4 separate regions of the Mus musculus genome follow, and regions 1, 3 and 4 are each linked to region 2. Evidence: chromatin contacts called from public promoter capture Hi-C data. All regions are on one chromosome and are shown on one strand. The core of a region is the stretch at or near the end of the contact, and the rest is flanking DNA. Distances in the headings are between cores, read along the strand shown.

Region 1 (7,948 bases), core at 3,331-5,830, 530 kb after region 2:
CCCTAGATGCAATTCCTTGTCAAAGCACCATGGACCCATTTGGTTACCTCGTGCTAGTCAGAGCGCAGGTTCAGAAAATAGTGTGGCCTTTCAGGGGCTGGCGGTGAGCTTAGTGCTTAGGAGCACACCCTGCTCTTGCAGAGGACCTGAGTCTGATTCCCACCCCAGTGGCCTGTAACTTCAGGGCTTCTGATACTCTCCTCTGACCTCCTCCCTCTCAATATGTACACTCTTGCTAGTGCATGCACACGCACATTCATTCACTCGCACATATGCATCTAGTAAGATGATATACACAGATACACGTAATAATTAGGAAATAAGATAGTCTGCACTCTCAGCAGCCCCATTCCTGGACCTATTGGATAGCCTGAGCCAAGCCTCTGATGTACTCACTTCACCTGACAACCTCTGGGCCCAGTTGTCACCGCAGCACCTGCTCTTCCTGAACCTTAACCCTGGTAGCCTGGTCTACTTATGGTCTTTGTGAAAATCACCAGTTTAAATCTCAGCACTCGGGAGGCCTGAGACAGGAAGATGACAGGTTTGAGCCTGGGCCTGGTATGTAGATAAGGCCGCTGATGAGGTGGCCCTGGTGACAGCTCTTGAAGATTGATTGTGTTTAGATCAGTGTCTCCTAGCCGCTGCTCTCGCCAGCCCTCAGTGAGGAAAGCCACGCACAGCTGTCTCAAACAACAAACAAAAAACTCAGCCAAACAAAAAGTAAGGTGATGCTGATTTCCTGGTAATTGTGGTTTTTTGTTTTGTTTTGTTTTTCCCGAGACAGGGTTTCTCTGTGTAGCTCTGGCTGTCCTGAACTCACTCTGTAGACCAGGCTGTCCTCGAACTCAGAAATCTGCCTGCCTCTGCTTCCCAAGTGCTGGGATTAAAGGCGTGCACCACCACCGCCTGGCAATTGTGCTACTTTAAAAAAAAAATCACTATATTTATTTACTGGCTGATGGATGCTTATGTCTTAACACCATCTATGTTGAGGTTGGGACACAATTTTCAGGAATCAATTCTCTCACCATGTGGGCCCCTGAGGATCAAACTCAGGCCTGGTGGCTCAGTGCTTTTACCCACTGAGCAATCTCGCCAGACCGTTCTGGTATTACCTGTATGCACTAGAGACTCTTGCACAGAAGGGTAGATGCACTGTAGAGAGAATATCTTAGGTCTGTATGAATGTGGCACCTGTCAGTAATAAATACGATCGCCTGTGGCTTAGGCAGAAAATAGGTGGTGGGATATCCAGGAGCCAGAAAGGATTCTGGGAGAGTGCCAGGCAGGAGTTGCCCCCTGGGAAAGAAAATGCGATGAGATAGATGCATGGTACCTGAGCATAAGTAACCAGTCCGTGGCAGAGTGTAGATTAGAATAAATGAGTTATTTTAAGTTATATCTAGTCGGAAAAGAGCTTAGCTCTATGACCAAGGTATTCGTAAATCTATGTCAAGTCTTAGGATTTCTGGGAGCACTGGGCTAGGATAAAGAATCAGACCCGACTTGTGCAATGCACAGCCAGGAAACACCTCAAGCTTGGGGGATTCCTTGGGGCTTGGAGTCCTCCTAGATATGAAGAGGGGGAGAAATAAGTAACAAAGTTGTACACTATTTCATTTGTGGGGAGTGTAAGCAGCCTAAAGCCAGAGCTACATTGTTTAGGGTCACCCACCTAGGTGGTGGTATTGTACCTAGGTGGTGGTAGTATACTCTAAAAGTAGGGAAAGGATTCTCATGAGAGTCGGGACAGTACTGACCTCTGCGTCAAATGTTCCTAGGCTTTCAGGGCCTGGGTAGGTCAGGTCTCTGTTCCAATTCATCTCCCACTTATATTAGGACTCTTTGTAAATATACTTCTCCGTGTATGACAATCTCACATTAAAGAAAACTTTCCCACTACTTATATAAATTGGAGGCTGACCTGGGCTACCCAAGACCTGTCAAAACCAGAAAAGGGCATCTAAAAGCAGAATTCATTCTCTCAGGTAAGAACGCACAGGTGTAAGCACATACACACAAAACAGCAAACCTCTTAGGGAAAAAAGATGCTTCCTCGACATTTGTTAGACGTGCTGGACACCATTGCATCTAATGCATCATTGTTGGGGTACAAGAGAAAACCAAAGCAACCTGAGGTGGTTTGAACATGCTTGGCTCATGGGAAGTGGTGCTATTAGGAGGTGTGGCAGTGGAGGAAGTTTGTCACTGTGGGGGTGGGATTTGAGGTGCTTTGCTTAAGCTCCGCCCACTGTGGAAGAGTCTCCTGGCTGCTTTGGATCAAAAAGTAGACTTCTTGGCTCCTTCTCCAATAACACATCTGCTCGCATGTTGCCATGCTTCTTGTGATCCTGGACTGAGCCTCTGAAACCAAGCCAGCACCAACTGAATGCTTGCCTGTAGAAAAGCTGGCTTGGTCCTGGTGTCTCTTCGCAGCGATGAAACCCTAAGTGAAACACAAGAGCCCAGCAAAGCATGATCTTTATTTGAATTAGGCAGCAAAATCTGGCCGGCCAGAGACTATAGCACAGACTCGGGAGACTGTGCCTTTGAACGTTCATCTTAGCAGATGACAAGTTTTTATAGTGCTCAGGCCACTACTGATTGCTCACAGACACAGAACAGACTTCGGAGTTCACTATGATCCAGAAGAGAAATTGTACAGCATCTTTAAGGATGGAACCCCAAAGCATGGGCCGGGCCATAGCATTGTCCAGCATATTTTAACACAAGGGGGTTGAGCAAGGACTTAAAACATTGGTGACTGGGCCTTATCAGGGTCACCTGGTTTCAAGGTCCTTGATTCAGATTTGCAGTCAGGTCTCCCCCTGGACTCTGGTCTGGAATTCAGAATGATAAGGGAACAAAGGAGTGGGCAAGCTGCATGCAGTCAGGTAGTTCACCCCCAGCAATGCTTGCATGCCTTGTTTTAGATAAGGCAACCCCCCCTTTACTGGATAACAGACAAACATGAAACCCCTGAAGAAGCAGAATAAGTGTTGGGTCTGGGGCCTGGGACCATGAACTCAGTTTTGACTCTGCCAGCAGAATGGACGTTGGTCCCGAGACAGCTGGATTCAGGCAACTATCTCTTAACATTCTAAACCAGAGTGTTGAGTTAACATTGTGACTTGCATCTGTCTACCCACTTTTGGTGGTTTAAGTTTTTGAGATGGGTTTATTAGCTCCGGAATCAAGATCTGCTTGCTTTTGCCTGAAGGGTGGATCCCGGGGTTATAGGTATATGACAGGCAGCACACCCAGGTGCCTGTTGCAAGTTTTATCTATGGCAAGTTGAAAGGCAGGAGGAAGCATTCATGTGTGTGTGTGTGCCTGTGCATTTTTTAAAAGACAGCCCTGTATAACCCAGGCTGGCCTTGAAATCTCGAATGTCTGGGAGAATGATCTTGAACTGTGTTGTACAGGACTGAGTCAAAACTACCACTGTTTTCAGCAAACTGGCCTACATCTGCTTGCAAAAGATCACAGCTGGGCAAGTTGACTTGAATTCCCTCATAGGAGGGCAGGGAGGGAGGGTCATGGGACCTTCACAGGAACAACCAGTCTTTCTCTTGCAAGCTGTTGTATGCAATTCTACCCTAACTGCAAATGGCCTTAGGGAGGAACTAACATATAGGAAGGGAGGGGCTAGTGGAGGGGTGACTATCTGCAGCCAGGAAGGAGTCATCATTCCTAGAGGGATTTCGAAGTCCTCCCCAGTATCCCCCATAACTCACTGCTTCTTCAGCGGGAACGGTGTTAATCATTTTTGGTGTGTCCTCAGAATTTTGGAAGCATTTGGTAGACGTTGTTTACACCTCACTAAGGAAAGGATTTTTTTTTTTTTTTTAAGCAACAAACACTCTAGGTCTTTCCTCCAACTCCTAAGAGTTGGTATTTTCTAGGTCCACCATACCCGCTTACAAAGTATCACATTTTGTTACATGGAACTGGGGTCTTGTGTCTTTCCTCCAACTCCTAAGAGTTGGTATTTTCTAGGTCCACCATACCCACTTACAAAGTATCACATTTTGTTACATGCAACAGGGGTTTTGTAGCTATCCTTAGACGACCTGGCACTTGTTAGGTAGCTCAGAGTAACCTCAAGGTCCTAGCAGTCCTCCTGCGTCCACTCCTGTTGAGTGCTGGGGTTAGCAGCTGGATTTAGTGTCTTCCTTTGAGACTAGGCGAGCTTCAAATCCATTATGTAAGTGAGCCTGGTCTTCAACTACGGATCCATCTAACTCCCATCTCTCAAATGCTGGCATTACAAGCCGCCGGCTCTGCTAATTGTGTGAGGTTTTCTAAAATCTGTCGGCTAGCTCCGAGTCGGCCGGTGTGTTCCTTAAACCCATCCAGCCTGCAAGGATGAAACCTTGACAGGTAGCTTGAGGCCCGCATCTACATCCTCCCTTGGCGCTGTGCCCCAGGTCCCCGTCACGCCTCTTTCTCTGACGCTGTCAGGGTTGGTCAAATGGGGGTTGGGGTGGGGGTGGGGGTGATCGGCGGGGACCAGCTTCACGCGGCCGTGGCGTCCTCCCGCCGCCAGGGGCGCTGTGGCAGCGCCGAGCCGGGCCAGACGCGGTGGCCGCCGCGCGCCTGCGGGGAGCTGCTGACCCGCTCCGCGAGCCCGTGTCCCGCACGCACCGCCGCCATGGGTAAGGGCAGCAGCCGGGGTCACCATCCTTCGCTTGGGTCACGCAGTCACCCGGGAACCGGGGGCTCCCGGGGTCTCCATGGCAACGTCCGCCCGCCCGCATCCCTGCGCCCCGCCCGCCCTGGGGCCTGGCGGCTGGGGTCGGCGGACGGGCGGGGACCAGGGCGTCCAGGGACAGGGATGGCTTCCCAGTCACGCGGATGCAGGGCGGAAGGCTGGGGAGGGGAGCGGTGTAGTGCCAGGAGCGCGCTCCGCGGGGCCCCCTTGCAGGCTGGGGGCGCAGAGGGAGCGGGGCCGCCTCTAGGGACTGCCGAGGAGCCCCACCTGCGGTCGCTGCTGCACAGCCGCTGTCCTAGGCTCCTCCGGTGCAGGTTACAGGTTGTGATGAACACTCTTAAAAAGAGAATTCTGCCGATTATTAAACGTCAGGTGGTTTCACTTCGGGAGCGGGGGTGGACGGAGGGAATCACACCTCGACGGAGAGTGGAGGAAAAGATGTGGCCATATCCTTCATCACCCAGCCGGGCTGTTTCAGATTGCGGAGGAAGTCAGCCTAAGAGAGCTGGGATGCAAACCATAGCCAAGTGCCAGAGCAAGGGGACTCTTGTTTTGTTATTCGAAACGGGTTCTCACTGCATAGTCCTGGCTGTCCAGGAGCTAGCTATGTAGACCAGGCTGGACTCGAACTCAGAGATTCCCTCCTGCCTCTGCCTCCCAAATTCTGGAATTAAAGTGTGTCGCACCACGCCCAGCTGTTTTGTTTTGTTTTGAGTGGGCCACTAAATTGTGAACGCACTGACCACCTGGGTTTGTCATTTACTTGAAGGTTGTTTTTGAGACAGGTCTCTCTATATAGCATTGGCTGCCTCAGAACACTCTGTTTAGACCAGGCTGGACCCAAGAATCACAGACGCTGGGACTACAGAAACAGCTACATGGCAGAGTTCTCTGGAGATTAATAAATGTTAGGTTTGGTTTTCACATCTCTTTTGCTATCTTCGCAGAAAAATATTTGTGCCACTCGGCAGTGTTTAGAGTGTTGGGGGAACAGCTGGTTTAAAAAAAATTATTTTTATTTTTAATGAGTGTGTACCTGAGTGTAGGGGCCTCCAGAGGCGTCGGGTCTCCCTGGAGTTGGAGTTAAGCGCTTACCACAGGTATGGGGAATTAACCTCTTTCCAGCCCGTACTAGAATTTTTTTCTTTCCTTTTTTTTTTTTTTTTTCTTTTCTTTTGACCTGGGAGTTGTGTTTTTTTCGAGACAGGGTCTTACTGTGTAACCCTGGCCGGCCTGGAACCAATCTCCTAGTTGCTTAGGTCAAAGGCACAGAAGACTACCTTGGGTTTGTCAAAATATTTTGATTTTTTTTTTTTTTTTCTGTTGTTGTTGTTTTCCCTGTGATGTTTGTTCTGGGAGATTCTGGAATCTGATAACTTTACCTTTTATTTTGTTGCTAGTGTATTTTGATTTTTTTTTTTTTTGAGACAGTTTTAATATGTGGGCCTGGCTGTCCTCACTCTGTAGACTAGACTAGCCTCTAACTCAAGTGCTAGGATTAAAGATGCAAGCCACCACTGCCTGATTTTGAAATAAAGGTGTGTATGTGTGTGTGTGTGTGTTGACCTCAGAGGTCAAAAGAGGGCATTTGGCCACCTGGTGCTAGAGTTACAAGTAGGTGTGAACCATCTTAGTGGATGCTGGGAACCAAATTTTGGCTTTTTGGAAGAACAGCAAATGCTCTTAATGACTGAGCCATTTCTTTAGCCTCTTATTCTTGCTTGGAAATCATTAGACCTAGACCATGCCTGCTACCCACCATTTGCAAAATCCTCAAACATGTGGCTTGTACTTGCAAGCTTATCTTTACTGAAAGCCATTTTACCTTAAGATGTGTGTAGTAGGTAGGCACAGTGGGCCGTGGCTAGTGATTGTGTGCGTGCGTGTGTGTGCTCGAGCACGCAGTAGGTAGACACAAATGTGCTGTGCCTGATAAATGACGGTCAGAGACATTCTCTCCGGCTTGTGGGTTCTGGATGGAGCTCAAGTGGTCCGTCCCGCACATCCTCTCTAAGCAATCTCACCAGCCAGAAAATAAAGCTTATTATTCTCTGTGTGGAGTCTTGAGGATAGTTCATAAGCATGGCCACAGTGGGCGTGGATGGTGCTTTGCTGTGGCTTGTGAGAGAGAAGAAAGAGGCCGTGTTGTGGCAACCTGGCCTGAGGAGCTATCCGGCTGCCAAGCACGGGAGAGCAGACTTCCACGGGGAAGGACAGATCTGTGGATTCGCCACTGTTGTCTTGTCCTGGGGATGATGTTGGGCTTTCTTGCATTTTTTCAGCTACAAAGGACCCCACAGCCGTGGAGAGAGCCAACCTGTTAAACATGGCTAAACTGAGTATCAAAGGGCTCATCGAGTCTGCCCTGAGCTTCGGCCGCACGCTGGACTCTGACTACCCTCCTCTGCAGCAGTTCTTCGTGGTCATGGAACATTGTCTGAAACACGGCCTGAAAGGTATGACGAGACCCCCAAATCAGTCGGCCTTCCGCTCCCTTGCTTCTCACCCTTGATGTCCTTGGAGAAATAGTTTTTTTTTTTTTAAAGATTTATTTATTTATTATATGTAAGTACACTGTAGTTGAATTCAGATACACCAGAAGAGGGCATCAGATCTCATTACGGGTGGTTGTGAGCCACCATGTGGTTGCTGGGATTTGAACTTCGGACCTTCAGAAGAGCAGTCAGGTGCCCTTACCCACTGAGCCATCTCACCAGCCCCGGAGAAATAGTTTTAAGGCCATAGTTGCCGTCATTATTTTTGCATTTTATTTTGTTTTATTTATTTATTTTTTTAAGATTTATTTACTTATGAGTACACTGTCTCTGTCTTCAGACACACCAGAAGAGGGCATCAAATCCCATTACAGATGGCTGTGAGCCACCATGTGGGTGCTGGGAATTGAACTCAGGACCTCTGGAAGAGCAGTCAGTGCTCTTAACCGCTGAGCCAACTGAGACAGCCCTATTTTGCATTTTAAATCTGAATGTTGGGCCAATGGAATGGCTTGCCACGCGAGCTGGAAGACTCCACTTTGATCTTTGGAGTCTAGGTTAAGGTGTGTTGATTTCAGGAGAATGTATTAATTACTGTTGTGATTCCTAGTACATGATCTTCAGAAAAATTTTTTTGTTTGTTTGTTTGTTTGTTTGTTTTTGGTTTTTCGAGACAGGGTTTCTCTGTAGAGCCCTGACTGTCCTGGAACTCACTCTGTAGACCAGGCTGGCCGTG
Region 2 (7,854 bases), core at 4,784-7,283:
TGTTTTCTGAGACAGTAGCCCAGGCCTGCCTCCATGTTCCATGTGCTAGGATCCCAGGTCTTTTGTCACATTTCCTCTGAGCTAAGGATCCAGCAGGCATGTCAGTGCCATCACCTCTCTCTCTCACCTGCCAGCTCTCCGGTGCACAGAAACAGGCATTTCTGCCAACAGTGAGGGACTGTGCATTCCTTCCCCACAGAGTGTGCGCCTTCACCCCAAGAGAGAGAAGTTACTGGGGAAATGAGTGAATACCCTGTAGAGTACTGACAGCAGCATTGCTCTTCTCAAAGATCTCGTGCGCCAGCAGTTTTAGAGGACCGCAGTACACGCCAGAGGTCGCTGACAGGTATCTCTGGATGGCATGGTAAGTCTTCCCACTGTTGGTAGGGCCTGAGTGGAATATTATCTTCCGCTGTCTCGCTCTGGCTTCTGGGTACCTAAAATATGAGCAGATAAAGTGCTTAATTCTATTAGCCCTATAATCCATTCTAGCAGACAGTGTTTGAAAAACTCAATGAAGGCTGTATAACCCACCTTAAAAATAACAAGACTTCCAAGAGCAGCATTTACTGGAGGACAGGAACCTCAAATGCAAGTAAATGCTTTGGGTATCTCCTGTGTTCCCGGATTTAAGCTGCCACTGGTCCCACAGCTATGTTTCCATCACTCCCACAACTCTGAACCCAAAGACCCCAAAGCAAATACCCCCAGGCTTTGTCATTTCAGTATCAATAAATAAATACAGCCACCGAACCTCTGCTTCTGGCCACTCGGGCTGACTGGTGAGATGTACCCTATCACCATATGTAAACTCAAAACTGGGCAAAATATTGCAGCAACTGTTTGGGAAAGAAACAACAGGCAGTGAGGACTAACTCCCGCAGGAAGGGAGTAATGGAGATGGTCCTTATTGCATCCCACAGGACACAGGGAGGTGGCAACTGAGCCAAGAGCAACCGCTGCCCTAACAGGCAGCAGGTCAGCTGTAGAGCTGCCTTTAGCAGCTGAATTTAATTTTCTTTTCAAGACAGGGTTTCATGTGCCCTGCATTGGCCTCTAACTTGCCAGATAGTCAAGAATGACTCTTTTTTCGTTCTTTTTTCTTTCTTCTTTAGTTTGTTGCTGCTGTTGTTGTTGTTTTGTTTTTTGAGACATGGTCTCTCTATGTAGCCCTGGCTGTCTTGGAACTCTCTATGTAGACCAGGCTGGCCTTGAACTCATAGAAATCCTCCTTCTTCTGTCTCCTGAATGTGGGGACTAACAGCACCTCCACAAACAGCACCTTTGAATTCTTAACCATCCATCTGGCTCTACATCCCATATGGTGTCATGCTGTACTAGGGATCAAGTCCCTGTTAGAAACTGCTCTACCAACTGAACACAATCTCCAATCTGGATTGAGGCAGCTGGAACTTAAATGGCCAAATGTGAAAGAGCAGAGATGATGAAGAAAGTGGAGTCCTCAAGTCACCATGTGTGGTGTGTCAGGGTGGTGGTTCTGTGGCGTTTTGGCTAAGGGTTGGGCTAGACCTACATAAGGTTAGAACTGGTAAGGTCTAGAGAACAGCTCCCAGGATTTGGGCAGAGTATGTCAAAGATACCACAGTGCTAGCCATGGGGAAAGAACGATTGACATCCAGGCAGTCAGCTAACGACGCATCAGAACTTAGGACAACCTTGAAAAAGAGCTCCATCAGAAATCCACCCCAAGAAAACCTCAGCCTACGTTCCAACAGGAGGAAAGGAACACACCAGTAACATGTCTGAGAGAACCAATTCCTCGGTTATTGTGTTTTGTCTTTGGGGCAAACAAAATTTAAACTCTATGATTTGTTATCTAGTATAAAATAAAAGCATCAACATTAGTTTCCCCAAATTAGAAAACTCGGAGTCAGTAAATAAAAGAACTAACCAGTTGGGTGGTATCCTCAAGTCACTGATTTTACGTAGATCATCCTTGCATTCCAATACAGGAAATATTTGTTTGGCATGTCTCAAGAAAAATGGAAATAAATCGTCCACATGAGCTGTAAGATAGCATCATACATTAGCACGCTCACTCAGTAAGATACTCATAACTAAACCTCCATCTTGCAGTCCTGCCAGCACAGAAACCCCTGTACCATGGAAACCATTTCTTCTCAGTGGGTACTGCCTGGACTGTAGAGCAAAGCCTGGAGCAAGAGGCCCCCTCCTGTCCCCTTCCCTAGGACCCCACACTCTATTCCTTCCTTCTCCAAACCTCTCAGGTCTGGCAAAACAAAACACTAGCTGCCACCCATCAGGCTCTAAGCTCTTCAGTGTGAATATGCAAAGGTTAGCACTGCAGGAGATAAACACACACAGCCTGGACATTAGAGGGACAGGAACTTCTTTTTGTGAAATGTTTTGGACAGTGTTGCTGTTGGGGCTGGAACCCAGGAGTTAATACAGACTAAGCCCAGGATCAAACCCTGAGCTACCCCACTCCAACTCAGTAACTTTTTTTTTTTTTTTAATGTCAAAGACCACAGAGAAGCAACTAAGTTTTCTGCACACCTGCAGTGGCTCTGAGAGAAAAGTAGCATATGTCTCACTTGGCTATTTATCAGGTTCTCCTTCAGTGTCTGTTACAAGCTAAAGATCTAAGTGTCAAACACATTTAACACTATAATTAAGGTACCAGGACACCCATGGAAACCAAACAATAAGCTTCCTACTTTGTTTCTGTGTTGAGACAGGGCCACTCTATAACCCAGGCTGGCCTGGAATTCAAAGAAATCCTGCCTCAGCCTCCAAAGGGATGGGACAAAGTGGGCCACCATGCCTACTGCTTTGTTTTTCTTTCAGGACAGAACTTTTACAAAGGAGAGAGAATCCAATAGTAGAAACAGATGAAAGGTGCCGTGTGCTAATTCTATTCCATTCATGCTGCTCTCTATGCTAACAGAGCAGAGGATGATGATCAAAGACAGCCTATGTCGGACTTACTAACTGATGCAGGGATTCGATGGACAGGCACAGTGACTTAGTTATAGAGTACAATGCCAGGACCTATTCTAAAACAAGGAAGCTCTGCTAGCTACAGAAATAAATGAGAAGTAACAAAAAGCACCCCCACTAATATTCCTAAAATTCTCAGGGCTTGAGAGGTGGCTCAGAGAACATGAATGTTCCCCGTGCAAGCATGAGGACCTGAGTTCAATCCCAGCACACACCTAAAAAGCTGGGTGAGGCTGCCAAGCACATCTTTAACCCCAGCTTTGGAAGGGGAAGGGGCAGGGAGACAGGAGGATTTTGGAGGCTTGCTGGCCACCAGACCAACTCCAGGGTTAGTGAGAGTCAGTGGTGGAGCAGGACCCTGCTGTCTTCCTCTTATTTCTGCATGTGCACCCAAAGGAACACACAGGCACACATAAAACACACACACACACAATCATTTCTTTAAAAAATCTTCACAGTGGGCTGGAGAGATGGTCCAGTGTTCAAGGTTGCTTTTCCAGAGAACCCAGGTTTGGTTCCCAGCACCCACAAGGCAACTTACGACCATCCGTAACTCAGGTTCCAGGGGGTCTGACTCCTTCCTCTGGCCTCTGCAGGCATTTCATGCATGTAGTGCAAACAGAACACCCATACACATAAAATAAAAATAATTAAAAAAAAATCCTCTCAGCAGGCCAATGACATGGCTCAGCAAGGGAAGGGAGTGTCATACAGTCCCTGAAACCTACAACTGGAAGGAGAACAGACGCCCTAAAGTTGTCCTCTGACCTCCAAATGAGTGTCACGGCATACACGCATACTCCTCTTCTCTTCTCCTCCACCTCTTCTTCCTTCTCCTCCCCTCAACTCTATCATCCTCCCTCCGGCTCTCACACACACAAAATAAATGTTTTTAAAAGCTCTCTAAGCACTTGCCTGCACTGAAGCAGATATCATTCAGGACAATGTGAATGTCCACGTCCAGAGAATGGGATTGCATAATGTAATTCCTGAAGCTTATGAAAGCCTGGTGGAAGAGACGAGCTGTGGAAAACATAAAACCAAAGCATACAAGGCTTAGTCTTTACTTAGCTCTCACTGTCAAGTATACAAATGCCACAGCAAACCCCAGCCCCTATCAGCGTTTTGGTAGCACAGCTGGCTTTTCACAAGCTGAGCTAAAACTGAAACTACACAGGACAGACACTAAGGCAGGCTGAACACGCACTCCTGTACTGTGGAGTCTGGCTGGCAAGCTGGGCTTGTGAGTCCCCCAGAAGACAAGGAGAGGGACTTTTCTTCAGACTATAATACACATAACAAAGTACAATGCAAAATGTGACAGTTCTATGAAGATGTTACTGGCAGAGATGCAGAGAGAACTCTGTGGTTAAGAACAGTGGCTGCTCTTCCATGGAAACCAAGCTTGATTCTCAGCATCCGAATGGTGGCTCACAGGCATCTCTAACTCCAATTCCAGAGCATCTAATACTCTCTGTCATGGGCACTGCACAAAAGTAGCTATGGACATACATGTAGGAAAAATACTCACACACATAAATTGATAAAAACTGTTCAAAATAACTCTCAAAAAATTGTCAGCCTTACCATCAAGTCCATAGTCAGCACTCAGCTTTTGAATTTCTTGCCTCTTATAAAACTTGTCTAAGATCTTCTTTACTTCATCTAAAAAAGAAATATAAGTTTTTTTAAAGATTTATTTATTTATTTATTTTATGCATGAGTACACCACCATTGGTCTCTTTAGATACACCAGACCCCATTACAGATGGTTGTGAGCCACCATGTGGTTGCTGGGAATTGAATTCAGGACCTGAAGAGTAGTGAGTGCTCTTGTAAGCCATCTCTCCAGACCCTATAAAAGATTTTTTTTTAACAATTGTTTACCAATTTAGACAAATCTACAACAAAAGGAATTTGAAGTCATAATACTAAAGGCCGGGGCCTCAGGAATGCTTTGAGAGTGTGAAGCTTTGGGCTACTGTGCAATGGAGTAAGAAAAATGACAAGAGTACAGCAATGCACCATCCCTGACAGACCACAGACACACAAGGAGAGAGCCAGTCCCCCTCCCCCCACCCCCACAGAGTCACCATCAAACCTCCCCTTGTGCCCAAAGCTCTTCTTGAGTAACCAAGAAAAGGCAAGTCCTGCTATGAGAGGCAGATGTAATTCACTACTAAGAGCAGTGTTAGCAACGGTAGCCTGTGCAGTAATTAATGACAATCCCCAGTCTGAGAACAGCTCGAGCTTATCTTGAGGAGGGAAAAAGTAGAGGGAAAGGAAGGGGAAGAGGAGGAGTACTACCTTGTTAGTTGATTTCACAGTACTGGGAAATGACCCCACGGCACTGCGTGCTTGGCAAGGCATATATCCCAGGGTTATATCTTCAAGCACATTAAAAAAGAACACTCTGCTGCCTGGAGGTGCAGGTAGCCCAGGCCTTTGATCCAGGGACTCGGCAGGCAGACACAGGCCTATCTCTGTGAGTCTGAGGCCAGCCTGGTCTACAGAGCACATTCCAGGACAGCCAAAGCCACACAGAGAAACCTTGTTTAATTTTTTTATTTTGAAATAGGACCTCTCTTAAGTTTTCCAAGCCTGTTTTGAACTCATTCTGTAGCCCAGGCTGGTATTGAACTTGCCATCCTCTGCCTCTGACTCCCAACATGAAGCCTATATTTTAAAGTCACAATAGGAAGCATCAATATTGCTTGTTGAAGAGCCAGGAAGACAGCTTGTGCCTAAAAGAAATGTGGTTTTCTTTCAGTCTCTAAGAATGTCATTTGGTGAAAAGAAACCTTTCACCCTCCCATTGTCAAGCTCACCCAAATGCAGGTAGGACAAAACTCACTTCAACCCAGTGATGCTAAAGGTTTTTTTTTTATTCATCTCTGGAACCTGGGACGATACTACTTTTTGGCAAAGACAGTTTTATCAACTTTTATCTTGTATTTAAATTCAGGTCTGTCTCGTGGGAGAGTAAATTTATTGAGAAATCCGGATCTGAGACCCGTTGTCTTGGCAACCAGATGGAATTTTAACATCGTTAGACATCCACATCAGGTCAATGGCAAGTCCTCACTGTTTAATCCCTCCATGAGGACTCTAGGAGCACAAGCGGCGCACCACTTAGGGACAAAACTCTTAACCTCCTCGACCGAAGAGAACGGTCAATGTCAACTACAGAAGAGACTAAATATGACTTAGGCTCGGGTGCTAAGGGCTCCAAAAAGGAACAGACATTGCACTATGTAGGCCCAGGCTGCAGACCCTGCCGCTCTGCCGGGAGGCTCCAGCACTCACTCTTGTCTAGAGGCCGAGTGAGCTCCGCGCCCACGTCGCCATCGGCGCTGGGACCCTGAGGCTTCACCGTCAGCGGCACGAACAAGGACGTGTTCGGGGCTTTGGAGCCACCAGAGGCAGAGGAGGAGGCGGCCAAGCAGGGAACGCGTCCTGAAGCCCCCGGGAACGACCCCACGAGAGCGCGAAGGGCGGAGCAAGGGGCCGCCCGGGGCCCAGCCCCGCGCCCCGCCGGGAGCCGAGCCCACAGCAAGGTACACCGAGGCAAGGACATTGAGGCCGCGGCTCGAATGGAGCCGGGGAAAATCCGGACCACTGGCGCCGCTCGGTGACGTAGCTCCGGCGCCCGCGGAGCGAAAGGACCCAGAGAGACACAGGGCTGCCCCCGCGTGCGCCTGAAGGAAAAGGAGATGGAAGGGTTGGGAGCGCGCCTCTTCGTGGGAGCACGACCTCTGTACGTTACAGTGGCAGAAACGAGCTCCCATCCTCTCACTCTTTCTGCGGCAATTGGCAGCGTCTTTCTCGAAAGAAGGGAAAGTAATCAGGCATCTTAAGGGATGTTACAGATGCGCGGAAGGGAACCGTACAAGCGTCGTCATGTGACCAAACTGTCTATCCTGCATCATGTGGCTTCAAACGCTAAAGTGCATTTCCAAGAAGATTGGTGCATTAATATCCGTAGTTTCCTGATAGGATAACGTTAGAGGACGTAGCTTGATCTGCTACAGATCAAGACGGGTTGCAGAGAAATCCGGTTGTACGATAACTGGCGCTTACGTGACACGTGTGTCAATACACGTGCTTCTCTCCTTGGTGCTAGGGCTCCATGTAGGGGCCATGAGCAAGCTAGGCATGTGCTCCACCATGAGCTGCAGAATTCAGTTAACGTGAGCAGTTTGTACTCCTCGCATCTCGAAAGTTATAACCACAAAGTATGCTCTGTGTACCTGGTTAAAGTTTGATCTTACTCCTATCTACTACAGCACTCGGTCCCACCCGAGTTGTAAGGAAAGAGGTGCCTCTGTTCGTTCCGTCTGGGCGTGACCATTCAGTTCTTGGCCGGCCAAACACTAGGAGGGAAGCCATGTGTGGCGACGTTCCCTCAGTCCTCTGCCGAGAGGTCCCCAACACCATCTAGTTTCTGAGTTCAGGAGCCGTTCGGTTTTTAGAAAATTGGACCCAGTAACAACTTCGTTCGTTCGGTGTCTGGTGGTCCTCATTCCAACCCGCGCCATCGGTCAATCCTCTGTCTCTATCCCTTCTTGACAAGTTTTCTGATTTCAGAAAATGAGTTGCGGGATATGGCTTCGGAGTCAAAGCTCTAAAACCATCTGGTGCTAAGTCAAAACCCTCAAAGTTCGGACCCTGAACTCGAATGGCCTTCCTTCTCTGAAATTGATCGAGGGTCTTTCGATCTCAACTGCACTTATTCTATCCGCAGAGTCTGCAGTAATAATATGGGTAGGCCTCCTTGAGAACCCTCCTTGGTGAGAGGCTCATGGGTTTGGTTCATTTGGCAAACGAACAAGGTCAGGTTTATTGGTGCAGCTCTTGGACCAAGGACCCATG
Region 3 (7,827 bases), core at 1,207-3,706, 650 kb after region 2:
TTTTTTTTTTAAGATTTATTTATTTTATGTATGTGAGTACATTGTGGTTCTCCTCGGACACACCAGAGAAGGGCATCAAATACCATTACAGATGGTTGTGAGCTAACATGTGGTTAGCTGAACTCAGGACCTCTGGAAGAAGAGCCGGTGCTCTTAACCACTGAGCCATCTTTCCAGCCCTTGAAATCTCAAGTTTTAAAGCCTCCAATATAAAAGGATTCAAGAGACTTGACCTATTTTCTTAATCCAGCCATATATGTTTCCAGTTTCCAAGCATAGTTCTGGGTCCCTGAACTGATATCTTCTCTATAAGATAAATGGAGGCGAGGGATAAGCTGAGCCAGGGCATTGTTTGCCTAGTATGTCAGAAGCCCAGCCCCCCACACACCCGTAATCCGTCACGTTAGAGGGATAGGTCACCCTCAGCTATGTAGCGTGTTCATAACTGTGTCGAAGAGAATTCTGGGTTCGATCAGGTCGGTTCAATGCTGATGTCAATAGATTTCTTCTTCTCCTATTGATCTCAGAATCTCTCCTGTGCCGATTTTCCGTCATGAGTGTCACAGGACTGTCCAGGTGTGGGATAGCAGTGCTCTCAATGTCTTCCAAGAAGCCTGTGGGAAGTGCGTTACTAGATGCTCCCCCGCCCCCCCCCCCGCCGCCGCCCCCTGACACCCTTTTAGTTAAGGTCCTCTAACTTTGGATCAATTTCATGTCACATGTAGCTTGTGTTCCAGTGTTTCTTCTTCCCCTTTATGATAATGCTTTTGATTCTCTGGTTAGGTGGACCAAGAAATCTTAACCTATCCCGGATACACAATTTGCAAAACCATATGTCTTATTAATACTCTGGACACTAATGGGCAGGAATACATGGGCTGTTGTGCAGGGAGATAATCCGCGGTGTCTCCTAGAGGGGACTCTTCAGGGGAGGAGGGTGAGCTAAATTAATACGAAGAACAATAGCCCAAAGAAAGCAGACTTCTGCGAAAACCTTAAAAAGCGAACGTTTGACATCCTGATGACTAAAGAACACAGTTGTTCCCAGCGCAGAACTGCTGCTCCCAACGTGACTGTTAGGACCGAGGAGTGATGGAGCTGAGTGGCTCTGTGCAAAAAGTCTGTGTCCAACATCTGTCGCTCTGAAGATTATTAATGTTCAATTGCTTCCCATTGTCTTCAAGTTATTCAACTTCATTTCCCCGTCAGTGCTTTAGCTGGGGACTAATAAACTATTTATGGGAAGACGGGGCTTGAAGTCAGGGTGGTGGTGTTGGGGCTGTAGTCTGAGGTACCAGCGGGGTAAACAAGTCCAAGTTAAAAGGCCTCTTGATTTGTATGTAGACGATTTAACTAAACAAAAAAATCTGAGGTTACATCCATGGTTCGAAAGGAGAGAGAGCTTCCTTGGCCCTTCCTGAAATATAGAACTGAAAATATTAGAGCCTGTTTCTTTGCCTTTACACTCCCCTGAAAAACAAGAAACAAGCTGAGACGAGAGGGGATAATTAAAGATTTCTCTGTGTAAATCTAATAATTATCAGTGGTGGAAATCATGTTTTGTTACTGTTCTTGAGGACAGAGGACATAGAACAACACTGAATTGCATGAAATATTTTTAGTGGTATAAGAGACAGGCAAAAAGAAAATGCATTAAGATTTTTTTAAACTCCCCAAATTATTTAGATGTTTCCGTTTTTGCATACACACGTGCATGAAGATGTCTTGTTAAGTTTAAATGGTAAACAATGAAGCGATTAGTTATCATTTCAGTTTGTGGCTCAATATTAATGAACAAGAAAATGAAATAGAGCTGCTGAATAAACCTGTCAAGGCCTTGGAACCCACAGAACATAGTATCGAGGTGAACACTGACACATTTGTATCTTTGGATTCATCTTAAGTTGTTTCACAGAAATTATTCACAGAGTCACATTCCAGGCCTGCAACAGTATTTGGATTTCCTAATTTGTATGAATTTATTTAGTAAATTAAATGAAAATGTTAATACTTTATCGCCGCTTCTTAACAAAGCAAAATCTTGATAACCTTCGGATACGCCCTAGCAATGTTAGAAGCAACATCTTCCCGCAAAATGATTTTTCTACTTAATCATTTAAAAACCCGGCCTTTGTTTTTTGATATGTAAGCTTCCTGCTGGTTTGGGAAAAGATGGACCAGGCTCTCCCTTCACCCCCACCTTCTTATTCTATTGGGGACAGTCAGACCAGGCCACTCCAGATGGTGTGTTAGTTAGCGTTGGACATAGCTTTGGAGACACTTCAACAGACGAAGGCAATGATGTCAGGATTTTGCTGTGCGTCGCCCCCTCCCCCCTGCCGTTCCCAGGGTAGGAAGGTGCTGAGATGGGAGCGGAGGGACGCCCGCCCACCTGCCACCACCTGTTCCCTCCTTGAGCCCTGGGCTATAAATTCTCCTCCCTCATCGCTCTGTCCGACATCTACTGCAAGCTGTCCAAACGCTCCTGACCTAGCAGAGCTTCTGGGAAGATTTCGTCACCCCGAAAAGCAGTCTCAGGCTTTCCCAGAGAACTGGAAAGGCTTTCTATCCCCGACCCCCAAGAACGATCCGCAGCAAACTGCAAGAAAGTTTCCTCCTCGTTCAACTTTACGTGTTTGGGGTGGAGTGGGGAGGAATGACTTTTTCCTGAGCATCACTTCCACTGCATCTGGGCAAGGGAAGGGACTTCCCAGCAGGACCCAAGCTAGGGTCCCACACAGTGTCCTCTGGCCACTGACTGACTGCACGTGAGTCGCTCCGTCTGTGTCTTATTCACTCTTGGGAGTCCTGCAGAGCGGCAGCGTGGATGAAGTCGGCCTGCAAACCCCACGGCCCTCCGGCGGGAGCTCGCGGCGCGCCCCCGTGCGCGGGCGCAGCCGAGCGCGCGGTCTCGTGCGCGGGGCCCGGGCGGCTGGAGAGCGCGGCGCGCAGGCGTCTGGCGGCCAACGCGCGCGAGCGGCGCCGCATGCAGGGGCTGAACACGGCGTTCGACCGGCTGCGCAGGGTGGTGCCGCAGTGGGGCCAGGACAAGAAGCTGTCCAAGTACGAGACACTGCAGATGGCGCTCAGCTACATCATCGCGCTCACCCGCATCCTAGCCGAAGCCGAGCGGGACTGGGTCGGGCTGCGCTGCGAGCAGCGGGGCCGCGATCACCCCTACCTCCCTTTCCCGGGTGCTAGGCTCCAGGTAGACCCTGAGCCCTATGGGCAGAGGCTCTTCGGCTTCCAGCCGGAGCCCTTCCCCATGGCCAGCTAAGCCTCGGGGCCATTTGGGTCTTAGGGGAGAAAACTCAATCACCTTTTCTGCTTAATTTCCTTCCCGTTTCAAACAGGTAGATGAAATGAGTTCATTGCCTCCCTATCTCCACTTCTCTTGTGTTTTGTAGGTTTCATGAGTGGACATCGCGAATGACTTTGGACTGCTGTGAAAATAATGCTCTGTTCCTTTTAGCCTAAGACAACGGGGCTGGGGTCTAGCCGAGTTTGTAGAGGACTTGTCTTGCATGTATAAAAGTGGGGTTGAGCCCCAGCTGCCGCTTAGGCAGAGCACGGTGATGCACGGCCTGTAATCCTAGCGTCATTCAGGAGGTGGAGAAACATATATATTTAAATATTTAAGACCCCATGTCAAAAAAAAAAAAAAGATTGAATAAGACTGGTACTAAACCATCAGACAGTTAGTTACCTTCTTAAACTGTGCAAGTTTGTCCCTATTGGGCGAAGTTGTATTATGTGACTTGTTTATGTTCTGAGCAGCTACCTTGTGGTGTAAATGCATTTATGCTCCGTATATTGTGTGTGCATGCATCAGATAGAGTAAGACTTTTTTTTCCCCCCTGGGGTCGAGGGTTGGGGAGCTGGTAGAGTACTTGGGTATGAGCGCTCTGTATTTTTTTAACTGTACACATTAAAATATAGATTTTGTAAAATACTAATGTGAGTGTGTTTTGAACTTACACATATTCTACTAGTTTCCTAGAGACACTCAAGAGCTATTGGGAGGGGTGATGTTGAATGCGTCCGGGTATAGACAGGGAGTGGTTTTATTCCTCCCAAGCCAGTGTGGTGGCTCACCTTACAATCTCAGCTTTCTCAAAAATAGGCAGGAGAATCACCCTGGGTAACATTAAGCTAAATTGAAATAACATGTAGCTATCAGGTACGAAGATATTTAATATTCAATATTTTAGTTTCCTTACTAAATTATCTTATAAGTATCCAGATACATCCATTCTAACAAGTGTGCAGGAACATCCACACACACAATTGTACACATCTGCAGATGCTGATGCATAGCCACCCAGAAGAGTATTCCTGTTTCTATAACAACAGGAAAATTAATGTTGCTTGTGGAAGTGTTTTCCTTATAATTTACGATTTGAACAGTGAAGGCTTCACTACCATCATGGTCAAAAGAGAGTGTCTATACACACGGAATGGATTTAGATCGCTTTAACAAGTTTGCTGAGCCACGAACAGATGAAAGCCTTCATCTAGAGAGGCTGTGCTCAACAATACTGTGTGAATTGGGGGAAAAGCCTGTTCACAGTTAGAAAAAACAGGACACTGAAGTTATCAGTGCATTTGGAATCTGTCACAAGTCAACAAAAGCAACAGCTCCCACATCTTCTGAGTATGGATTCCAAAGCCCAGCTACCAACACAGCCTGTATGTTAAATAAATATATAGGACATCTCCATCAGAATGGTTGCTTAACAGCATTTGCCAGGGATGTGGCACAGGGGGTAGAGTGCTTGCCTAGCCTGGCCCTGGGTTCTATTCGCAGTTCTATATGAAGTGCCTGCAATCCCATCACTCAGGAGTCGGGGCAGGAGGGTCAGAAGTTCCCAGGCATCCTTAGCCACATGGTGAGTTTGAGACCAACCTGGGCTACATGAGGCGATATCGTAAAAAAATAATCCAAAGTCTAACTATTATGGGTCCCCTGGAAGGCTGTTGAGGGGTCTCCCCTTTCACCTGATGCTGTTAATAAGATAATAGTGATGGCTCAGGATTCTTCACTGAAGATTATAGAGACAAAGCTTAACCTCTTGACTCCACAGCCCGAGGAAATGCTAGGACAAAGAGAAAGAAAAGAAAAGAAAAGAAAAGAAAAGAAAAGAAAAGAAAAGAAGGTGGTAGGAGGACTCCTGAGGGTGACCTCTGACCTTTCGCGTACACATATACACACACACACACACACACACACACACATTCACATACCATATACCATGCAAATAAACATACCACACATATACAAGCACACACACATATACCACACACATACACCACATATACCCAAACATACCACACATACACAAGCATACAAACACCACACATACACAACCACACACTACACATATACACCATATATACACAAACACACACACCATACATACATATACAAGCACACACTCACACATACATACATACACCACACCACACACTATACACCACACATACATTCACACACCACACCACACCACACACAAGCACATACCTGAGCACACACACCCCACACATACATATACTATACACACACTACACAACACACATACCACACACACAAATACACACACACAAGCACACACACACACACACACCACACACCTTTGTGAAGTCAGTACTCAGATATTCTCAATCTTCATTCCGTTGTTTCTGAAGACTTCCAGACCAGCTACAGTATTTTTTCCAACGTTCACATTTGAAATAGTTTTCTTTCTTTTTAAAAGATCTGTGACTTCTATAGCAACATGGCACATGGGCTGCCCTTCCTCAGCTAAGCGTGGATATTAACAGGCACCCGTTTCTAGGCAGTCTTCAGGAGCTGCATCCTTCCCCTGACTGTGCCACTGGGAGGCCTGTGCCTGTCAGTGCCGCAGGCCCCTGAACCCTGCAGTAGTGCAGGACCAGTGCAGGATGGTGAGAGAGCTCCCGAGGGGCCTTGGGCAATTAAAACAACAACTGGGGGGAGGGGGAGCAACCCCCCCCCCAGTAACACTTGCTTTGTTCCTGTCCCAGAAAAGCGGAAGCATCTTGTTTATTTTGTAGTTTAAAAAAAAAAAGACTCTATAGTTATAGAAAAATGAGAGGGTTTGTGTGAAATCCATGCAAATTATTAAAATTCCCCTTATATTTCCCTTAATAATTCATAGACATAAGAAGGTTTCTTTTAATGCAGATCTTTATATTGCAAATGAAGGGCTAAAGTAGGCCAGGAAATTTTTTTTAATGTGCATTTGGATTTTTGACCTACTTGTATGTCTGTGTGAGGGAGTTAGAACCACTGAAACTTGAATTACAGACAGTTGTGAGCCACCATGTGGGTTCTGGGAATTGAACTCAGGACCACTGGAAGAGCAGCCAGTGCTCTTAACTGCCGAGCCATCTCTCTGTCCCCAAGGAAATTTAATGTTAAGATTTATAAAAGTTAAATGAAATAGAAATTTTCATTTAGAAACAGAAACGGGGATAAGGTACAAACCTTCATTTATCAATGCTGTACTAAAATATCCAGTTACAGGGCCTGCGAAATGGCTCGGGGGTGGGGTGGAGGGTGAAGTGCTTGCTGGTGACCCAAGTTAGATCCACATTGTTGGGAGCCGCGCCCACATTCGCCGTTACAAGATGGCGCTGACAGCTGTGTTCTAAGTGGTAAACAAATAATCTGCGCATGTGCCGAGGGTGGTTCTCCACTCCATGTGCTCTGCCTTCCCCGTGACGTCAACTCGGCCGATGGGCTGCAGCCAATCAGGGAGTGACACGTCCTAGGCGAAGGATAATTCTCCTTAATAGGGACGGGGTTTCGTTTTCGCGCGCTCTTGCTTCTTACACTCTTGCTCCTGAAGATGTAAGCAATAAAGTTTTGCCGCAGAAGATTTTGGTTTGCTGTGTTCTTCCTGGCCGGGCGTGAGAACGCGTTTAATAACAATTGGTGCCGAATTCCGGGACGAGAAAAAACTCGGGACTGGCGCAAGGAAGATCCCTCATTCCAGAACCAGAACTGCGGGTCGCGGTAATAAAGGTTCCCGTAAAGCAGACTGTTAAGAAGGATTCAACTGCATGAATTCAGAACTTTTCAGCTGGGGAACGGCGGTAACCCGTAAGTATAGCTTTACGAGGTAAGCCTGGCCTTGAACTTTCTAAGGAAATTCAAGACAGTCTATCAGAAGTAAAGTGGAAAATGTTTGGCCTTGAATTTTTTCTAATGTTAGAAGCCCTTTTGTTCCTTTTCACATGTTATCAAGTGGTTAAGGCAGGGCGGATTCTGGATGAAATTCAGGGCAATCTATCAGAAGTAAAGCGGGGAGAGAGAGTAGGAGCAAAGAGAAAATATGGTACACAAAATAAGTATACAGGCCTTTCCAAGGGTCTTGAACCCGAGGAAAAGTTTAGGTCAGGTAAGAATACCTGGGGAGAGATTAGAAGGAAGAAAAAAAAAAAAGAAAAGAAAAAAGATCGATTAGCGGAGGTCTCTAGGAGATACTCGTCACTAGATGAGCTCAGGAAGCCAGCTCTTAGTAGCTCTGAAGCAGATGAAGAATTCTCCTCTGAGGAAACAGACTGGGAGGAAGAAGCAGCTCATTATGAGAAAAAAGGGTACCAGCCAGGTAAAGTGCTAGCTAATCAGTTAAGGAAGCCAAAAGCGGCTGGCGAAGGCCAGTTTGCTGATTGGCCTCAGGGCAGTCGGCTTCAAGGTCCGCCCTATGCGGAGTCCCCGCCCTGCGTAGTGCGTCAGCAATGCGCAGAGAGGCAATGCGCAGAGAGATGCGCAGAGAGGCAATGCGCAGAGAGATGCGCAGAGAG
Region 4 (7,941 bases), core at 2,260-4,759, 610 kb after region 2:
TGAGAAGAAATTTAGACATATGTGTGGGGGCCTTATAGATGATTTATTTTCTGAGACAGGATTTCTCTGTGTAGCTCTGGCTGTCCTCTAACTCACAGACATCTGCCTGCTTCTGTCTCTAGTGTGTTGGATTAAAGGCACGTGCCACCATCAAATGGTTTCTGATAGATTTTACAAATTGTGTGTGTGTGTGTGTGTGTGTGTAATTTTAATTTAAAGACAGGGTCTTACTGTATAGCCGTGGCTGGGAAGAAACTCTCTATGTAGACCAAGCTAGCCTCCAACTCGACCCCTGCCTACCTCTGCGTCTCCAGTGCTGGGTTAATGCTATGCACCATCATGCCCAGAGTCACAATCATTGTAATCGACCCAATAACTCTGTGGAAATGCAGGCGCAGTACTAAAGACAGTAGACTGTAAACTGTCCCAGGGGCTTCACTTGGGCTCTGTGGAATATTGATTCACGCGACTGTGGAGACAGCCAGGGGAGACAGTTCATGTGGAAAGACTCAGAGGAGGCCTAGTGTTTAGGAAACAAATCCTTTGTATTTTGAACTCAGCTAGGAGTAACAATCAGGACAAACCCAGGAGATTACAACAGTAGGTATCTGATTTGGTGATGTGATGATCAAAATACACGCTAAGGGCGTGTGAGACGAAATCTTTCCCTCCTGTGTGGCTTAGAATGGCCATGTCATTGTCTTCTCTTGTTTAATAAAGCGTGATTTAATCCAGCTTTGAATTTGGTGAAATTTGTGTCTCTGACTTCCAGTAGGTGCCTTGGAGCAGGATTTCCTCCCCCAGTTAGCAAGATAGCCCTAAACCTGGTGTGAAGCCCTAACCTGGTGTGAAGCCCTAACCTGGTGTGAAGCCCTAAACCTGGTGTGAAGCCCTAACCTGGTGTGAAGCCCTAAACCTGGTGTGAAGCCCTAACCTGGTGTGAAGCATGTGCCCGGGATCTCAGCACTTGGGAGGGAGGGACAGAAGGATCAGGAGTTCAAGGCTAGTTTCCACAGAGCAAATTATCACCTAGCTTGAGTTTCTTGAGTCCCTGTCTCAAAAAAGGAACAAAAGCGGAGGCAGAGCTTAAAACATCTCTTAAAAAACACCAGGGGTTCAGGGGCTAGAAGGGGATATACCTGTGTTATAAAACATGTGCCTAGCATGCCTGAGTCCCTGAGCTTAAACCTTCACACACATACACACACACAGAGAGAGAGAGAGAGAGAGAGAGACAGAGAGACAGAGAGACAGAGAGACAGAGACAGAGACAGAGAGAGAGAGACAGAGAGAGAGAGAGAGAGCAAGCGAGCATACATCCGTGCAATTTCAGAAGACTAACACGTTTCAGAAGCTTGATGTGTTCCTGACTATCGGAGTTCATGTCCCCCCTCTCAGGGATCATCTAACAGAAGCTGATGGATGGGACCAGTAAGGCTGAAGTTCACTCAAGCCCCGAACATAGTTATTTTTTTTGAGATGGAGGTATCCTTGCTGCAGGATATTTGAACCTGTTTCTGGTTAGGGTGTGTCTCAGCCTCAATCCCTCTGGCTGGATTACAGACGTGCCCCTAGTACTCACCTCTCATCCCAAACAATGAAGGTAATGTTAGTCTGCAGAAGGAAGCGCCCATGTTTGAAACTGATATCCATCTGAGTGACAGACAAAGTGAAAAATCAGAGAAAGATTTGACAGAATAGAATATGCCCAACTCTCAAGAGGAGAGGAAAGAGAAGCTACTTAAGGGAGAGACAGACAGTACAGGAGGAAGAGAATACAGTACAGGAATACAGTGGAGTTCGTGGGGAGCAGCCAAGAGAGGGAGAAAGGCAGTTTTACTGGGAGAGTTTGACAGAGGCAGACTAAAGAGAGAACAAGCTAGACACAGGTAAAGACAGAATGAGCAAGAGATGGGAATGAGTCAGAAGATTAGAACGGATTGCCAGAGTTAGTTTGACACCAGACAGGGGGGAAAAATCAGAGACTTGAGAAGAAGCCAGATTGAATCAGAGTCAGGTGGGAGAAGAGTTTGAGCCAGAACAGCTGAGTTGAACCAGCCAGCTAGAATTCAGAGAGAACAAGAAAGTTGTGAACTTATTCAGCAGCCAGTCTCAGAGGCTGAAAACATTCTAGGCCTCAATTAGATTGTATGGAAGCTAGAAGCTTCCAGGCCTAGACCTGGGTAAGCAGACTGAGGCAGTAAGCCTCTGAGATGACAATTACAACAGGTGAATAAAAGCTACTTTTACATATCCCAAGGCTGGCCTTGAACTCAAGGCAGGCCTGTTGCAGTCTCCAGATTCCACTGAGCCTGGCTCACAAGCTTGTGAAGCCCACTGCCAGGGGGAGACAGAGCCTAATCCTAGCTATTCAGCAGCCGGGGCAGGAGGCTGAAGACCTGTGTAGGTTCCACAGAGAGGTCACGGCCAACGAGGTCAAGATCCCGGGGCCCACAGATCAGGTAAACAAGATAACCTAGAACATTTACCAGTCACGTGTGAGGCCTGGGCTCCATTCCAGCCTTGCAAAAGGGAACCTGTGTCAAAATAGGAGCTTTGTTTCCTTTCTGTGCTGACTCCTGCTATCTGATAGAACAATGGTGATTTACAATGAAATCTCCAAACAACCGCATAAACAACCTGAAACGCAGTGAGAAGAACGATTCTGCTGTCGATGGAGACACGTCCTCGCAGATGACACTTGACAACAAATCCTCCTGTTTGTCCTCCACGCTCCAGTTGGATGTGAGCCCAGTAATTACTTCTTAAATCACTTTAATAGATATGGTGTGCCAGGGGCTCCTCTAGCAGCTATGTGATTTCAAAAGGGGAAAAGGTAAGTTGGTTGTGGTGGCATGGGACTTTAATCCCAGGACTGGGAAGGCAGAAGTAGGCAGATCTCTGAGCTCAAGGCCAGCCTTAAGATCCAGTTCAATAAAGGCTGCATAGTAAGACCCAGTTTTTGTTTTGTTTTGTTTTTTTAAATTAAGATGTGGTAAGAAGAGGGTGACGTGATGTTTTCTGCCAATGAAAACCCAATGATTGCTTTTTATCAGTCAGATTAATAAGCACAGTAAATGTTCATATACTGTGTAAGTTGGTAAACTTTTATTGCTTTGAGACGGGGTCTCCTGTATCCCAGGCTGGCTTGGAACTCCCTGTGTAGCCGAGGATGGCCTTGAGCCTTTCTGTTCTTGCCTCTGCTTCGTTGCGCTAGGATCACAGATGTGTGCCACCATGCCCTGTGTAAGGGTCGATGGGGAATAGAGCCCGGGCTTTGTGCGTGCCAAGCAAGTGCTTACCTGCCCCTCACTGAGCTACTCTGCAAAGGTCAAAGGACATCCAATACAAATGCTAAAACTTGTTAGAGGATTGGTATCTCTAAAGGTAACCATATTGGCACGGTTGTTTGGCTTTTGGTCTGGGAACCATTAACTGCACGTCTGCACCAGTAAAACTTTAACTTATTTTTCAACAGCTGGAAGTGAAGCGGGCTCCGAGCAGGGCAGGGAGCCCTCAGACAAAGCCAGCGAGGAAAATGAAGCTCCCAATCTTCATAGCAGATGCGTTCACTGCGACAGCTTTCCGGGGCAATCCTGCCGCAGTCTGCCTCCTGGAGCGCGTGAGTACGCGGTTCTCAAGGGCCAAGCCTGAACTTCCAGATGTGTGTAGAGCCCTTGACGTCTGTAAAAGACATGAGGCCGTCCTGCGTGTTTGCCACTTTGGCTTGTGTTCTGTGTCACGTCGCTGATGGCCATGTCTTCAGGTTATGAGGGAATGGCTGTGCCTAGACTGGGTCAGAGCCACAGAGGCTCCCAGGCAGGGAACCTGGCAGCAGCTGGGAGTCGGGGCTCATGCCTGCAGCTCTGGTGTTCCAAAGGAGAAGGCAGGAGATCATGAGTCTGCGGCCAGCCTGGGCTACATAGCAGATCCTAGGTCAGCCTGGACTATGTGAAGAAACTCATCTTACAGAATCAAAAATAAATAAGCAAATAAACATAAAAACGTAGGGGGATGGGTTCCTTCTAGCTGCCAGAGTTTAGTTTTATGACTAGATATGGTCGCAGCTACCTTTGAGTCTTACTTTAGGGACTCTCTCATAGGGGTTGGGAGAAGGTCTAAGGCGGGCTGGCCTTAAGCTCCCTGCGTAGCTCAAGCTCTCTTCAGACCCCATCTGCCTCAACCTCCTTAGTGCCTGCCTGGGTTACAGCTGCCGGCCATCTTTCCTGGCTTTAACCTTTCCTGTTCCTCAGACATTTAGAAGTTCTCTCGAAGGCTGAAGGCTCATTGTTTCAGAGTGGCTACTGCTCTCGCAAAGGACTTATGTTCCATTCTTCACACCCATGTGGGACACTTACAACTGCTTGTGGCTCCAGCTCCCGACGGAGATCTGAGAGATCTGACTGACACTCTCTTCTGACCTCTGAGGTCACTGCAATCATGTGTACAAACCCAAACACACACATACACATACATACACACACAAACCCACACAAACCCAGATACACACACATGCACTTGCACACACACAAACACACAGACATGTCTGCACTCACTTTCTCTCTTCCGATCTCCAAAGGCTCTATGCTCAAGTGTATTGACTGACACACAGACATTCATTCTCTCTCTTAAAATAATTGTCAAAATATATTAAAAATCTCTTTAGGATCAAGAAAATAAGGCACCGGCAAAGAATTAAGGAGAGGCAAGGAATTGATCTCCACTCTGTGGAAAAGTTAGTTTGCCAAAACTCTCCCTTTGTAAATAGCTCTTTTGTGGCTCCCATGCTGGCTCAGCAGGTAAAGGTCCTTGGCGCCAAGCCTGAAGACCAGAGTTCAATTCCTGGGAGCCACAGAGTGGACACAGACAACCTCCTCCTGCCAAGTCATCCCCCGGCCGCACAAGTGTGCCACGGCCCCCAAATAAATGAGTTAGCTGAATTAAAAAAAAAAAAAAAGCCCACATAGTTCTTAGATTACAATGATTGCTAATGAGATTTTTTATTAGAATAATTGCTAAATATACTAATTATAATAATTAACTATCCCTTGGCCTTCTGGATGAATGTTGTGTCATTTCCTGGATAATAAGAAGCAGGGGCCTTCGCATGATGCTTTATATTCATAGTCAACTTGACAGGCACTAGAGTGGCCTTGGTGACACATCTCTTGACGCTTCTGTGAGGGAGGCCTCAGATGAGGTTCTGGTATAGGAAAGACCCACCGTGACTGTGGGCAGCACCGTGGGCAGTAGATGAAGTCCGGGGTGAGCATGCATCCTGTGATGTGAGCAGAGCCGGGTCAGGGATCATGGTCCTCGGAGAAAGAGGTCTTGGGTGAGGCTCAGGAGAGTGGCAAAGCTTTCCCCTGGTCTGTGTGCCGATGCTGACAGAGTGTTGGGACTGCAGCTTCCTATTCTGGTATGGTCACATATTAGACTCTTCCCCATAGAGCCGTGACGCTGACACTGGCTGGCCCCTCCTCCCCTGCTATACAGGATGACCATGTGGAGCTTCCATGAGTAGTAGGCGCCCTCTGTCAGAGCGAGCACAGTCCACCCATCCCAGCTCTTCTGTGTGTGTGCCTGTCATTTCTTCATTCCCTCATCTCCCCAGTCAGGTTTCCAGGGCCAAGCTGTGTGGACAAAGGACTATAGAGTTTCATGGGTGGGAATCTTTGACTGCACAAAAGGAGAAAACCGGGGTGGGTGAGGCTGGGGGTTGGGGGAGCCGTGCATAATCAGTTCACCATGGTCTAATTCCCAACATCTACATCGAAGGCACCTGTAACCCCAGCATCCTCACAGTAATGAGTGAGTGGGAGATCAGAGAATCATCTGGAAGCTTGCAGTCCAGTCAAGCTGGACCACACTGTGTGGTGGCAGAAACAACAGCAGCCCTGCCTTGTGTTTCGACAGTCACTAGGAAGTTGCCCTCTGACCTGTGTACCTGTGCCTACTCTCTCTTTCCCCCTTCTCTCTCACTAAATACATATTTAATTTAAACTAATAAATAATTAATGCATTTAATTAATAAATAATTAAATAAAGATGATGGCCCATGCTTCCTGACTGTGGGTGAAGAGTGACTGGTGGTCCCACACTCCTACTCCAATGAGAAATACATATTTGGCAGCTGTGGGGATGGGGTACACGACAAGGACAAGCTCTTTATCTGCAGCCTTGTAGTAGTCTTGAGATTTGAAGAATTTTAATTTCCAGTTTTCCCCAGGTAATAAAAATTTGCACGGTTCTCTAAAACCCTTTTCATTTCCAGAGCACATACATCAATAAACACTGGACTGGAAAGACTCCTCTCCCTATTTCTAAAAGAAATGCAATTAAAATATATGCCATCACTTATATAAATTCTAAAGCTGTGTGTTTTCCTTTACGTGTGTGTGTGTGTGTGTGTGTGTGTGTGCATGTGGGTTATGCCACCTGTGTGCAGATGCACATGGAGGCCAGAGGAGAGGGGAGCTAAAGTTACAGGTGACTTCGAGGCAACCTCCTTGGGTTCTGGGAAGGCTTTCAGGTCCTCTGGACAAACAGCAGCACTGTTAACCGTGGAGCCATCTCTTCAGGTCTGGAAGTAAAACTTTAACTGAACCTTTCTGTCTCCATCTCCCTGGCAGTGGGACTGTAAGCAAGCACCACCCTTCTCGGTTTGCTTGCTTGCTTGCCTGCTTGAAGGGCCAGCAACATAGCTCGGCCAATGGAGGTGCTTGCTGCGCGCAAGCATGATGACCTGAGTTCAGATCCCAAAGCCCACTTACAGGTGGAATTCGAGAGCTGAAATGTTATCCTCTGACCTCCACGCGCATACCACAGCCTTTATGCCCTGGAAATATTAAATTAACTGGTTGGCATACAAGTACAGTCATGTGTCGGCACTAGAGAAGCACTTTGTAAGGATTGGTGTCTTTAATGTTATAAGGAAGAACAGAGGGGCTGGTAAGATGTGTCCCTTAAGTAAAACCACTTGCTGCTAAGACTCATGGCCTCCCACACAGTGGGAGGACAGAGCTAGCTTCCACACCCTTTCTTCTGACCTCTACACGGGCATGGTGGCATTCAAGCACACACCCCCAGTCCCCCTCCCATAAATGTAATATCTTTTTTTTTAATGTAAAATTAGGGGCTGGAGAGATGGCTCAATAGTTAAGAGAACTGGCTGCTCTTCCAAAGGACAAGTGTTCTGTTCCCAGCACCTACATGGCAGCTCTCAATTGTAACTCCTGTTCCAGACACACATGCAATCAAAACAACCATGCACACGAGAGAGAGAGAGAGAGAGAGAGAGAGAGAGAGAGAGAGAGAGAAGAGAGAATATGCCTCTATATGATCCAACTGTGAAGCATAAAAAAATTACAAGCTAAAGAAGACCCACCTGAGCATCTTAAAACGTGTCTACAAAGGAAAACAAACAAAGAAATAAGTGGATAAATGCCTGGGGCCATAGCCCAGTGATAGAGGCTGGCTAGCATGCAAGAAGCCCTAGAACTGATTCCCTGTAGCACCGGACCTTTTACTTGATAATACACTGAGGTCTTTTCACTTGTATAGAATCTGAAAGGTTGTCTCTATAAATTTGCCTCCACACGTAACTTGAGCTTCAGAAGTTGAGAGTAAACTGCTATGTTAACTAACAGAGAGTTTGCCACACCAGGGAGTCCAAAGTCTCAATAACTGCTTGTTTCTAATTAGACATTGGAGGAAGACGCCCATCAGCAAATTGCGAGGGAGATGAACCTCTCAGAAACGGCTTTCATCAGGAAACTGCAGCCGACTGACAGCTTCACACAAAGTAAGTGCATGTTTCTTCGTTCATTCCTGGGTGGGAGGTTTAAGGGAGATGTTAATGTGTTATTTGCATGCCGACAGCACCCTTGGGTCTTCTCATCTAGGAGAAGGTATACTGAAGTTAAGTCTAAATGTATAGTT

What was found. Promoter capture Hi-C pulls out the DNA fragments that hold promoters and counts their contacts.
Region 1: a promoter capture Hi-C map of pre-B cells shows a contact between it and region 2, with 4 times the contacts expected there. The contact joins the promoter of Rufy2 here to the promoter of 4930507D05Rik in region 2. A contact is called at or near these places in 3 of 39 promoter capture datasets (cranial neural crest, liver and pre-B cells), 1 of 484 Hi-C or Micro-C datasets (CD4 T cells) and 2 of 115 datasets of contacts at active chromatin or transcription factors (double positive thymocytes and memory CD8 T cells).
Region 3: a promoter capture Hi-C map of stem cell-derived epiblast-like cells shows a contact between it and region 2, with 5 times the contacts expected there. The contact joins the promoter of Atoh7 here to the promoter of 4930507D05Rik in region 2. A contact is called at or near these places in 4 of 39 promoter capture datasets (hippocampal neurons, liver, pre-B cells and 1 more).
Region 4: a promoter capture Hi-C map of liver shows a contact between it and region 2, with 3 times the contacts expected there. The contact joins the promoter of Pbld1 here to the promoter of 4930507D05Rik in region 2. A contact is called at or near these places in 2 of 39 promoter capture datasets (both in liver).

What each region holds. Positions count from the first base shown.
Region 1 is chr10:62,975,672-62,983,619 of GRCm38.p6, forward strand. It overlaps Rufy2 (RUN and FYVE domain-containing 2), which reads left to right and starts at 4,581. Exons shown (of 18, transcript NM_027425.4): 1 at 4,581-4,661; 2 at 7,000-7,173. The coding sequence starts at 4,658.
Region 2 is chr10:62,443,127-62,450,980 of GRCm38.p6, forward strand. It overlaps 4930507D05Rik (RIKEN cDNA 4930507D05 gene), which reads left to right and starts at 6,034. Exons shown (of 1, transcript NR_027926.1): 1 at 6,034-7,854. Supv3l1 (suppressor of var1, 3-like 1 (S. cerevisiae)) reads right to left here and starts at 6,612. Exons shown (of 15, transcript NM_181423.3): 1 at 6,289-6,612; 2 at 4,570-4,647; 3 at 3,898-4,005; 4 at 1,913-2,027; 5 at 269-437. The coding sequence starts at 6,559.
Region 3 is chr10:63,097,329-63,105,155 of GRCm38.p6, forward strand. Atoh7 (atonal bHLH transcription factor 7) reads left to right here and starts at 2,457. Exons shown (of 2, transcript NM_001364648.2): 1 at 2,457-3,208; 2 at 3,408-3,952. The coding sequence starts at 2,828. The coding sequence ends at 3,416.
Region 4 is chr10:63,058,080-63,066,020 of GRCm38.p6, forward strand. Pbld1 (phenazine biosynthesis-like protein domain containing 1) reads left to right here and starts at 3,510. Exons shown (of 9, transcript NM_026701.3): 1 at 3,510-3,622; 2 at 7,705-7,804. The coding sequence starts at 3,539. It overlaps Pbld2 (phenazine biosynthesis-like protein domain containing 2), which reads left to right. Exons shown (of 10, transcript NM_026085.2): 10 at 1-733.